2 separate regions of the Oryzias latipes genome follow, and region 2 is linked to region 1. Evidence: chromatin contacts called from public Hi-C data. All regions are on one chromosome and are shown on one strand. The core of a region is the stretch at or near the end of the contact, and the rest is flanking DNA. Distances in the headings are between cores, read along the strand shown.

What was found. A called contact is a pair of places that touch in the nucleus more often than the background predicts.
Region 2: a contact with region 1 is called in a Hi-C map of embryo, with 2.4 times the contacts expected there. The contact joins the enhancer-like site here to the promoter of bcl11b in region 1. A contact is called at or near these places in 2 of 5 Hi-C or Micro-C datasets (embryo and fibroblasts).

Annotation. Positions count from the first base shown.
Region 1 is chr22:3,392,676-3,397,690 of ASM223467v1, forward strand. bcl11b (B-cell lymphoma/leukemia 11B) reads left to right here and starts at 2,586. Exons shown (of 3, transcript XM_023951914.1): 1 at 2,586-3,667. The coding sequence starts at 3,625.
Region 2 is chr22:3,839,142-3,844,156 of ASM223467v1, forward strand. No RefSeq gene overlaps it. Among protein-coding and RNA genes, the nearest start is that of vrk1, 19 kb to the right of the region's middle. Within about 2 kb of position 2,015, at least 1 of the 8 cell types and tissues checked has an H3K27ac peak or open chromatin away from gene starts, as enhancers often do. A contact at or near this core is called in embryo, where this site is marked.

The sequences.
Region 1 (5,015 bases), core at 1,336-3,835:
CAGACGATATTGTGATTTGTAGTGAGGGAACAGGTGGAGAAGGATTTAGAGAGATGGAGGTTTGCCCAGAAAAGGAGAGGAATGAAGGTTCGCAGCAGCAAGACGGAGTACATGTGTGTGAATGAGAGGAGCCCAAAGGAAAAAGTGAGGTGACGGGGAGAAGAGATGAAGAAGGTGGAGGATTTTAAGCGTCTAGGGTCAACAGTCCAGAGTAATGGAGAGCGTGAAAAAGGAGTGACTTTTTTTTACATTCTGTCTTTTCTCACAGCTAAAAAATACTGAATCAACACTTCATGTTTGGTCAAGTGTGGTTTTGTCAGAAATTATATCATCAAAGTTCCTACTAGAAATGTAATGGAAGGCTAATTGAGATATTCCAAAAAGATTTGTTGTTGTTGATTGAGACGTAATGAATAACGATATGAACTGCAGACCAAAAAATCCATTTAAAGCACAATCATAACAGTTAGCTGACACGCTCCTGTACTGCATACATCTGCAGTATTTCCTGGGAGTTGCTTCATAATTACATTAGATGTTTAAAACGGAATGGGTAAGTGCCATTAAATGTTTCACAAAGTTCCAGCTCTCCTCCCAGACTCCCCTCCTTCCCTCTGGTCTTTCTCCCGGTGTGATGGCCTGTCAGGAGACGTCACTGAAAGGGCCGAGAGTTGACAAAATCATCTCGGATGAGATCTGATCCCCCCATGCGCACACTTGGCCAGGCGCTGCGGTGTGCTGACCGGTGAGCGTGAAGAGGCCCGGCGTCCGTGTCCCACCTTATCTTCATCAGACCTCCCAGGCCTGAGCCAGACTCCTCCAGACCTGCCAGCCAACACTTCCTCTGACCACATCAGGCATTACTGCGGCCCGGTCGCTCAGGTGGACACAGGCTGTGTGACATGATGGCTTTGGCACTTTGTGCTCTTTTGCCCAGCAGCCTGACTGTCAGGCCAAATCACCGAGGAGAGCAGAAGACGAGGATGAAAGGTGGAATGGGGAGACGGCAACTGGAGACAGAAATGGACCTCAGTTTAGGGAAGTATCAATAAAGGAGGAAGTGACTTGAAAAATGATCTGAACTCTATGAATTTGTGAAAAAGGTCTCTCTCTAGAGGGGTTTCATCAGGAGAACATGGAATCCACCTGAAGCAGCGGCCAGGAGAGGGCAGCGGAGTACAGCAAACCGAGCTCAGACAGAGAGACGGAGCAAAATCTGATGAAGGATTTCCATCTGTGATGGTCAAACTAATTATTTCTACAGACTGACTCCCAACAACACAAAGAACACTGAAGAAGTGTAGAACATTTTTGGGCTTGATGAAGGAAAAAGTCTTCTCAGGGATGGCAAACATGTTGAGTTGAGTTGAGTGTGGCAGGTTAATGGACAGAGGTCGGCGGCTGAAGGACAGCACCAGAACCTCCAGATTGCTTCACACAGCTTCAGTTTGTTCTCCGACGTTCTGTGGATTCTTGACAGGAGGATCAGATCAAGCTTCCACTCAAATATATTTTTTAAATCGTGCAAAAGCTTGACTGTATTTTATTTGAAGGCCCTTTCAATGGTCTTGAAATGTGTCATACATGCTGCTGCTGCTCCAAACAGTTTAGCTTTAACACCTGATTCCTTGAATGAAGTTGCTCCTGAGTAGAGACGTTCTCCTCCATCATGGTGATGGATGGGCTCAGCTCTGTCTCCTCTGCACTAACACACCAGTCAGTTGCAGCTCAACCAGATAAGCGCTGGACCTCCACTTCCCTCTGCATGTGTGTGAGGAACACGTGTGTGTTCCTCACTTTCTTCTCGATTGTTCAGTTCAGCTGTGAATTAGAATTCATGCATATTTGGACGGATTTTTGTCAAATATTTTCCAAAATCACCAAAGATGGGTCCATTGTTTCCTAATTTCTTTTTCTTTTCTTTCAAAAAGCTAGATGTGGCCGATCCTTTCTTCTCAATTGACTTTTTTTTCATTTGAAAGGACGTTTTCATCTATCATTTGTAATGAAAAGCTAATTAGCAGGGTGCCTCATTTAATAAAAATAAGAACAATGATCAATATGGACTACCGTATCGCAGCTGTAATTGTGCTGGAACAAATGTTTCTTTTTTATGACTTAAACTTTATTCATTTTAAAGACACAATTTAAACATTTCTCACAAGGACACAATGCACAATTAAGATGTAGTTCACTGTGGAAAGAAGAAGAAAACAAAACAACAACCCCATGACATTCAAAAAAACAAAGGAAAAATAGAAAAGAAATACCAAAAACAAAACCGCAAAATAAGAAAGACAAATAGATGCCAAATCTGACAATTATCCCTTATACATTTGTTGAGTTGAGATCATTTCTGGTTTCTAGAGCTTATCACGTCAAGCTAGAATGAGAAGGATTCTCTTTAAAAACAGAGGAATAAATAAATGTTCTGGGTGTGTGCAGATGTCAATGCTCCTGTGGAAGCAATAACTGTGCCCCCTTTTTAATGGACTAACCCAAACTTTGACGACTGGAATTCTGCGTTGCGTTCAATGCCTGCTGTAAATGACAAGCTGTTGCTTTACCGGAGAACGCAGCGCAGGCGGGTTTGCATGAGGCTGCCAATAGAGGGTGCTGTTGCACCGCTGGCCTGATCTTCCAGGGTCATCAAGAGAGCAGCTCAGCTGCTGTTCTTCATCACTGCTGACTGCAGGACAAAAGACAATGGGACTTTAACGGATGAAGCTGACATTAAAGGCTCGATGGCTGCGGCTGAAGGCGTGGAAACTCCATCTTTAACTTCTGTTCATGTGAAAGGATGTTCGGATCTGCTTCACATCTGATGTATCTGCGTTTTATATCAATCAGCGCCAACCCAGGTCATGACCTTTGGGCCTCCCCGCTGGTAGTGTGAAAGTGTGAAATAATTCAAGAGTTTTGTTTGGGGGCGTCTATTCCAAATCGACTAAAGCGGGTTGGTGCTCATGACCCACATTGCTGACTCCTGACAGGCAGTAAGACTGGAGTTTGCATCTCCGATTCCTGTCACGCCCTTCTCAAGGTGTGCGTCCACGCGCACGCGACACTTTCCCTCGCGTCCCCGTTAATGCGCCAGCCTGCGTGCGAACACATAAACATCAAAATCAGCGCTAACAGTTGCTGGCAAAGTGATCTTAAAACTTGGAAGGACACCTCCACGTCCCTCTGATTGGAATTTAACCGACAGGGGGGGGAGAGGGGAGGGGGGGGGTTATTTAGCATTAACATAAAAACAAACAGCCGCACATATATATGCAAATGAAGGCGGGGTGAAGCAGGGAGCCGTCCGCCATAACTCACACTGATGGCCTTTAAGTGAGAAATCACCTCCGAAAAGTAAAAGAAATGATGCACCTGTCGCCCATCTGACTGATGAGCCAATCAGGAGGCAAGGACGAGGGGCTTATCCGGATCTGTGAAGGCACGCGTGGGGCTTGAGGCGCGTGAGTGTCAGCTACATACAAACACAAAAAACCCTCAAAACCTTTTTCTTCTATCAGCGGAGGTTAGATAAAGAGGTTCCGGATCCACCACCTCTGTGACCCCAGCTCCAGCACGGAAAATGCGCGTGTGCAGCGTGTCCTCCTGCGCGTAATAACGCGGATGGATGGATGGAGGAAGAGGAGAGGGATGAAGAGGCCTCCAGGTCTGACCCCGGGTATTACCTTTTGGACATTAGGTCAAACACAAACTCTTAGTCCCCTGAACTGCGGCGCTTTGGTTTTAATGCACGTCAATCTTCTAAATAAGAACGAAAATGTTGAACTTTTGAGCGCGAGGTCACACACCTGGCGCGGTTAAACAGCCACGCGCCCTCAAAGTCTATCATGCGAATATCAAACTCATATATGTGGACTGTTACATTGCGCCAGTTGGTCAGGGCGTGCGCGAAAGGAGGCCGCAGCTGCTTCAATTCTGTTTGAAATAATTAAATTCATGTGTGCGTGCACATGCGCGTGCAAAAAGACCGTTTCATAAGTCACATTTTAAGTTTAACCACAATTGAAACAAATCTTTATATTTCTGGCTAATTTCGGCAAAAAACTCCGTAGACTGAGCGCGTGCGTAATGTCCGGCAGCATGCGGAGCGCGCGCGAACCCTTGCAGGTCGCTTTACAACGGTGAAAGTGGTGGCGCTTGCGCAGCGCTGCTTCGCAGAGGAGATGAGGGGAGACTCTGACCACTGCTGCCGCGCGCGCCACATGCCCGCGTGTTTGTGAGGGTATGTGTGTGTCAGTGTGTGTATGTGTGTGTGAAAGCTACCACTAGTCGCCCCCAGTGCTCTTCAGTCTCCACTCTCCCTTCGCTCCGCAGACTGAACGTCACGTCCGCACTTGAACTTGAGTTTTCTGCCACCAGAAGCCAAAGAGCCGCACAGAGCCGCGCGCACGCGGGGAATGCGAGACTCTGCTGCTCGCTCTAAGAGAAAAGAGGGGTGTCAGACTGTCCTCAGACCAGTGCTGGGCTTTCACTGAAGGAGGGGAAGACTGAGAGCCTCTCGACCGGCCGTCACTATCTCTGCTTCGGCGCGAGATCACAGAAGAAGCCTGGATTCTTGCCTCACCTTCTCCGCGCGGGAGCGGGCAGGTGGCCGGACAGTGGACCCGGACAGTGACTGACCACCAGGACCGCCTTCTGTGCTCCGCTCTCTGCGCTTTTTTGAGAGATGCTGTGAAAGCAGCAACGGAGCGAAGAGCCGGACTACCCTCCTCCCTCACCTCCTCTGAAGAAAGGAGGCGCGCATCCACTTTGGCACCGAGCTCCGAGCGAGCGCCCCGGCGCACAGCACTGCGCCACGGCCGGCCACTGCAGAGCGCAGCCCGTCCAGGACCAAGTACCAGCCGAGCGCAGGTCATCCCAAAGGCCGAACAGGGGCCAGCCTGGGTTGGCCAGAACATTTTGGGAACACTTTTGGCCATTCAGGAGCCACAGAAGGAGGAGGAGAGCCGAACCTTCCAGCGCCGCTCTCCGGGCGATGCCAGTGTAAATGCCAG
Region 2 (5,015 bases), core at 765-3,264, 450 kb after region 1:
GTCTCAGTCGCAGGTCATGGGTCTTCCAACAGGACAAGGATCCAAAACACACAGCCAGAAACCCCCAAAAATGGCTAAGAGAAAAGTGTTGGACTATTCTGAAGTGGCCTCCTATAAGCCCAGATCTGAATCCCATTGAACATCTGTGGAAGGAGCTGAAACATGCCATTTGGAGAAGACACCCGTCAAACCTGAGACAACTGGAGCAGTTTGCTCATGAGGAGTGGGCCAAAATACCTGTCGGCAGGTGCAGAAGGCTCATTGACAAATACAGAAACCGTTTCATTGATTATCTCAAAAGGTTGGGTAACAAAATATTAAGTTATGGGTACCATCATTTTTGTCCAGCCCTATTTCATTTTTTTTTAAATAATTCTGTTAATCAGCAACTCATAAGTAATGGCTGATTTTGATTATTTAATTTTCCATAAATTTTAATTTATTGTTACTTATGAATTTTTCAAGTCATTTCAGTGAGCATTGTGGACTTTCTTTCTTTAACTGAGGGGTACCAACAATTTTGTCCACCAATGTAAATTGATCTTGCTGCTTAAAGTTGGTCGTGCTTTACCTTTTTTGTTTTGATTACGACACACACTGCTTCATGAATCCAATAACATATGTGAAGATGATCAGAGAACAACGTTATCCAGGAATCTATCCCATGAAATTTAGGCCAATGTTTGCCTCTTAATGGTTTGATGAACTGACAAACTCTCCACCCAAAGCAGACAAAGTGGTGTGCTCACATCAACACAAAGACACAAACACAGTCGGAGCACTAATACATTTCTCAGCTGTTGTTAAAAGTTAATGAGAGAACAAATGCTCTCACCCGTGAAACATGGAACAAGCATGACCAGACGACAAAAGCCATCATGCATCTTTGCAGCCGTCTTCAAGTCTTTTGTTGAGCAGAAGAAGCAGCAGAGCGGCGGCTCAGCCTCCCCGAGGACCATCCTTCAGACACGCAACACTCCGGGAAACACTCGACCTTTTTAAATATTAACAGCTCTTCTGTTTTTCATTACATTCAGAAGAAAATAAATAAATAAAGAGCGAGGTGCTAACAGGCACGCAGCGTGCCCAAACAAAAAGCTTGGAGGTGATCTCACAACATGCTCTCTGGTACCTGTGGAGACGAGAAGATCCTTTCAAACACAATCAGTCTCTTCTGAACTGAGAGTCATGCACCAATATTTTTACAGCTTCAGCTTGGTTTAACAGATTTTTTTCTCTCTTATTTTCTTTGCAGGTGGTTTTTAAGGTTTATGAGCTGAAATGTACACTTGTTTCCACCTACTCCAGATTTCCAGGGTTTTTTTCAGATGCAACTGTACAAATCAAAACTGTATTGTAATCTACTTCAAAGACAGAAGAAGCTTTTCCACTGCATCTTTTCCAAAACAAACTGTTACAATTTGGTGCTTCTCTAATTGTTTTTTTACAAAGCTCAAAGTTTGATATGCTAGCCAAAGTCTGTAGGATCAGAGATGTTTCTTAGGGTTTCTGTGAGCATTGTCTGACCAGATTCTTATCTTTGGTAGAGTTAAATTTCTGTACTATCAGCATGGAACAAATATTTTATACCATTGAAATAAAGTTCAAACTGTTTGAAACAACCTTGTTATCCCTTCAAGATTGGTCGTTATTGAGTTCTGACACCAGTGAATGAATGTGATTCAAAGCAACTAGAAACAACCAACTTTCTGCATGACAAAAGTGAACCAATTCAACCAATCAAAGATAAGAATTGCCCAGGTCATTGGTTTGAACAGACTTTAGTGTGAGCGTAGATCAGAACACAGTCACTGAAGGTTTGTGGAGCCTGGAGGAGAACCTGAATGAAGAGCGGAACAAAGGCGGTAAGGTGGGAGGTGTGCATGAGGAGGAGCTGGGTATATTTAAGCAGGTCTCCAGCTGCTTCTAACAACCTGTGTGTACACAGTAACGCAGGTTTGTGTGTTAACTCCGTGGATGCATGTGTCCCTTCTCCCCCAGGAGCCCCTTCACTACACTCTTAATGAAGTCCCAAGGAAAGCTCCGTAGGAGGGTCGGCCGTGTTTATGCATGCGAATGCGTCGCCCGTGTTTTCCTCCCCAGCCGCCTTTTGAGCCGTGGCCTTAATTGGAGGCCCGAGCGTCCAATTAACGGCGAGCCGGTGCGGCCATTTGGTGCGGCAGACATGTGGAGGCCACACAAAATGTTCCTGTCCCAAGCTGTCCTGCTCCCAGCCGACCTCCCCGCCCAGGGGAGACCTCCTCTTAGCTTATGAGATCGCGGAGGTTAACATCTCTGTGTCCATTCTTCTCTGGTGGAGCTTCTCCTGTAACCTGTGTCCTTTGTCAGCCTTCTTGCATCTAGGTCACAAATAAAGAACAAGCAGTGGGTGGAGGAAGAGGACAGGCGGGGAGAGAGGAGGGATGCTTGGGAGTCCCTCGGTCCCTACTTCATTAAAACCAAATAAAAACAGGAGGTCATTTATCTCTTTCCCCTGCAAAGCCATAAACACAAATAGGTTGCGCGTTGTCCTCCCTCTTTCAGCTTGTGGGTATACATCACAGCAGATAAAGCCAGCCGGTGATGATAGCTTGTATTCAATTGGAATGTAAGTGAAATTTTAGATTGCTGATATGGCTGGAGGGGTGAGGAGACGGGGTGCAAGCATGTTTGCTGTTTTGTATGTGTGAGGGAGATTAACCTGCACCGTCCTTTCTTATTTTCTTGTCTGAGACAACATTAAATCACCGCTCCCGGTCAGAATAATAAGCAGCACCGCTTTTCATTCTGCATTCAGGTGGGTTGGGATGTGTTGAGTTGTGAGTTATTTGAGGTTCTGGGTCAGAATCTAGTAGCTCAAATGCACCTGGAGGCTTTAGACTGGTAACACCAGTATTTAATGTGCAGTCACTGGTTAAACTCATGACTGTTGAAGTTTTAGACTTGGTCTTCATTTGAAGTCCTTTTGAAATTATTTGACCTTTGACTTTAATCTGGATCCATCCTAGGACCATCCTTGAAAGCTGGCGAGGACAACCCAACCACAGAACTCCTTTACAAATTTATTTCAAGTTCAATTCTTCTAAATGTCATAATTTATCTATAACTACTGAATCCACAAATAAGACACTGGAGCACTAAGCCTGCATGGATTGAAAAAAAAGTTTTTTCATCTGGATGTAACACATTGAAATAAATAAACAATGTAACCTTTACTGTAACAAAGAGAAAACTACAACTTAGCATCATGGGAAGTCTATGTGCCATCTCAACCTACGGCACCATGATGGATGGGATGTTCAGAGGAGATTCAAAGCCCAGAAAAGAAAATATCTAATCTAACTTTTAAAAGTAAATCTGAGAGGGTTTTCTATTGTGTTAAGATAATGAAGAAATATTTCCTAAAAGATCCTTGTGCGTTCACACATGTTGACTTAAAACTGAATATTTTGTCATGTTTCAATTACAATAAAGTTTATATTTAATTGAAATTTTGTGGAAGTTCACCAAAGGCCTGAAGACCTGGTAACTCATCTGGATCATTAATAATTTTTTTCTGCTTTCATCATGTCTGTCTCGTCTTTGATTAAAACAAGTATCAGAGAAATCAAGAGATTTTTAGGAATCAAGAATGGTTTCAACTCAACAAACAGGAACCCACAAAAACACGAAGAAACTGATTAGATGCTGATTATAGTACTATTGCTAATTCTGCTCTTTAGGCTGCTCTCGTCAATATGATGATATTAACAACTGATTCAATCAATGTGTCTAATGTGGAAGTGGTGTTTAATTACAGCCCTGTTCTTATTCTATACAAGACAAGCCTCCCTACATGTCACTTCATTTATTTCTTTGTTTTAAAAAGGAGTGGAAGCTTTTGGAAAACAGACGTTCTTCAGGTACCATGATGGTGAGTCGAAGATGATGAGGAAAAGCACTAGTCCTTTGGGACTGCACTCTAAGGTGAGGTAGACCAGAAGGCAAACAAAGACATTTCATTTGGGAGTTGGTCAAATAGCCCTATTAGCACCTTCGTTTCTGTGAGTGCATTTATCTCTAAAACTAAATTTGGACATGTGGTTTGAGTCTAATTAGTGGGGACGGCTTGCCTTCCTCTGTTGTGGCCTCATGCTGTGAAATTGGCTGATGAAATGGACGATATTTTCGGACCCATTGTTTCAGTCCATCTTCTTCCTTATCTGTCGTCTGGAGACGCAGAACACCACAGGCTGCTGCTTGCAATCCTCTGAGAGACGAAGAACACAGTTTTCAACCAGAACTTGTTGGAGAGACTGATGGGGGCTGATCCCAAGAACTTCTTTTAATAAGTTGATGCTCTCCTAATATTTTGTTAGAGATGATGTCAACTCCACACTAACCAGGAGACACGCCCGCAGAGTTGAGCACGTGAAATAACATGTCCATGTTCTTCTCTTTCCTTATAGGAAGTTTATTGATAATTCAGCTGATCAACACTTTTGTCTTGCTCAACTCTTAAGTTAGCACTGTCTGACCTTCAGAGATGACATAAGCACTTTGCTCTTGAAGGTTTCAGAGCTATGCTTGTGTAGTTGCCATGGTACATTATGGCTTAGTTTCCACTGAGCGGTCCGGTCCGGTACGGTCCAGTTTAGAATGGTCCAGGGAATTCAGGTGACCACTTCCACTCAAAGTTAGATCATCACGCCACATGCAGGTCGAAACTTACAACAGCAATGGAGGTCATCCAGCAGCTACCTTTTTTCCGCTTGGCTTTTGGTGCTTTGCATAATTCATTTAACGTTGTTTGAGGGAAGATTGTGGGGGGCAAAAAAGGAATGCAGCCCCTTTCCTTTTTTGTTGTAATGATCTTCAGCCAATCAGCAGATTTCGACAGTAGCTCTGCCCTAACTTGTCTATTCCATTTTTCTATGGACCTACAACTAGCGGGGGCCCAAGAATGGTACAGTTCGGTCCAGCTTAATGGGTCCATTTCCTAACAGAAATGCTCAAAAGATCAGACCTGAACCGGA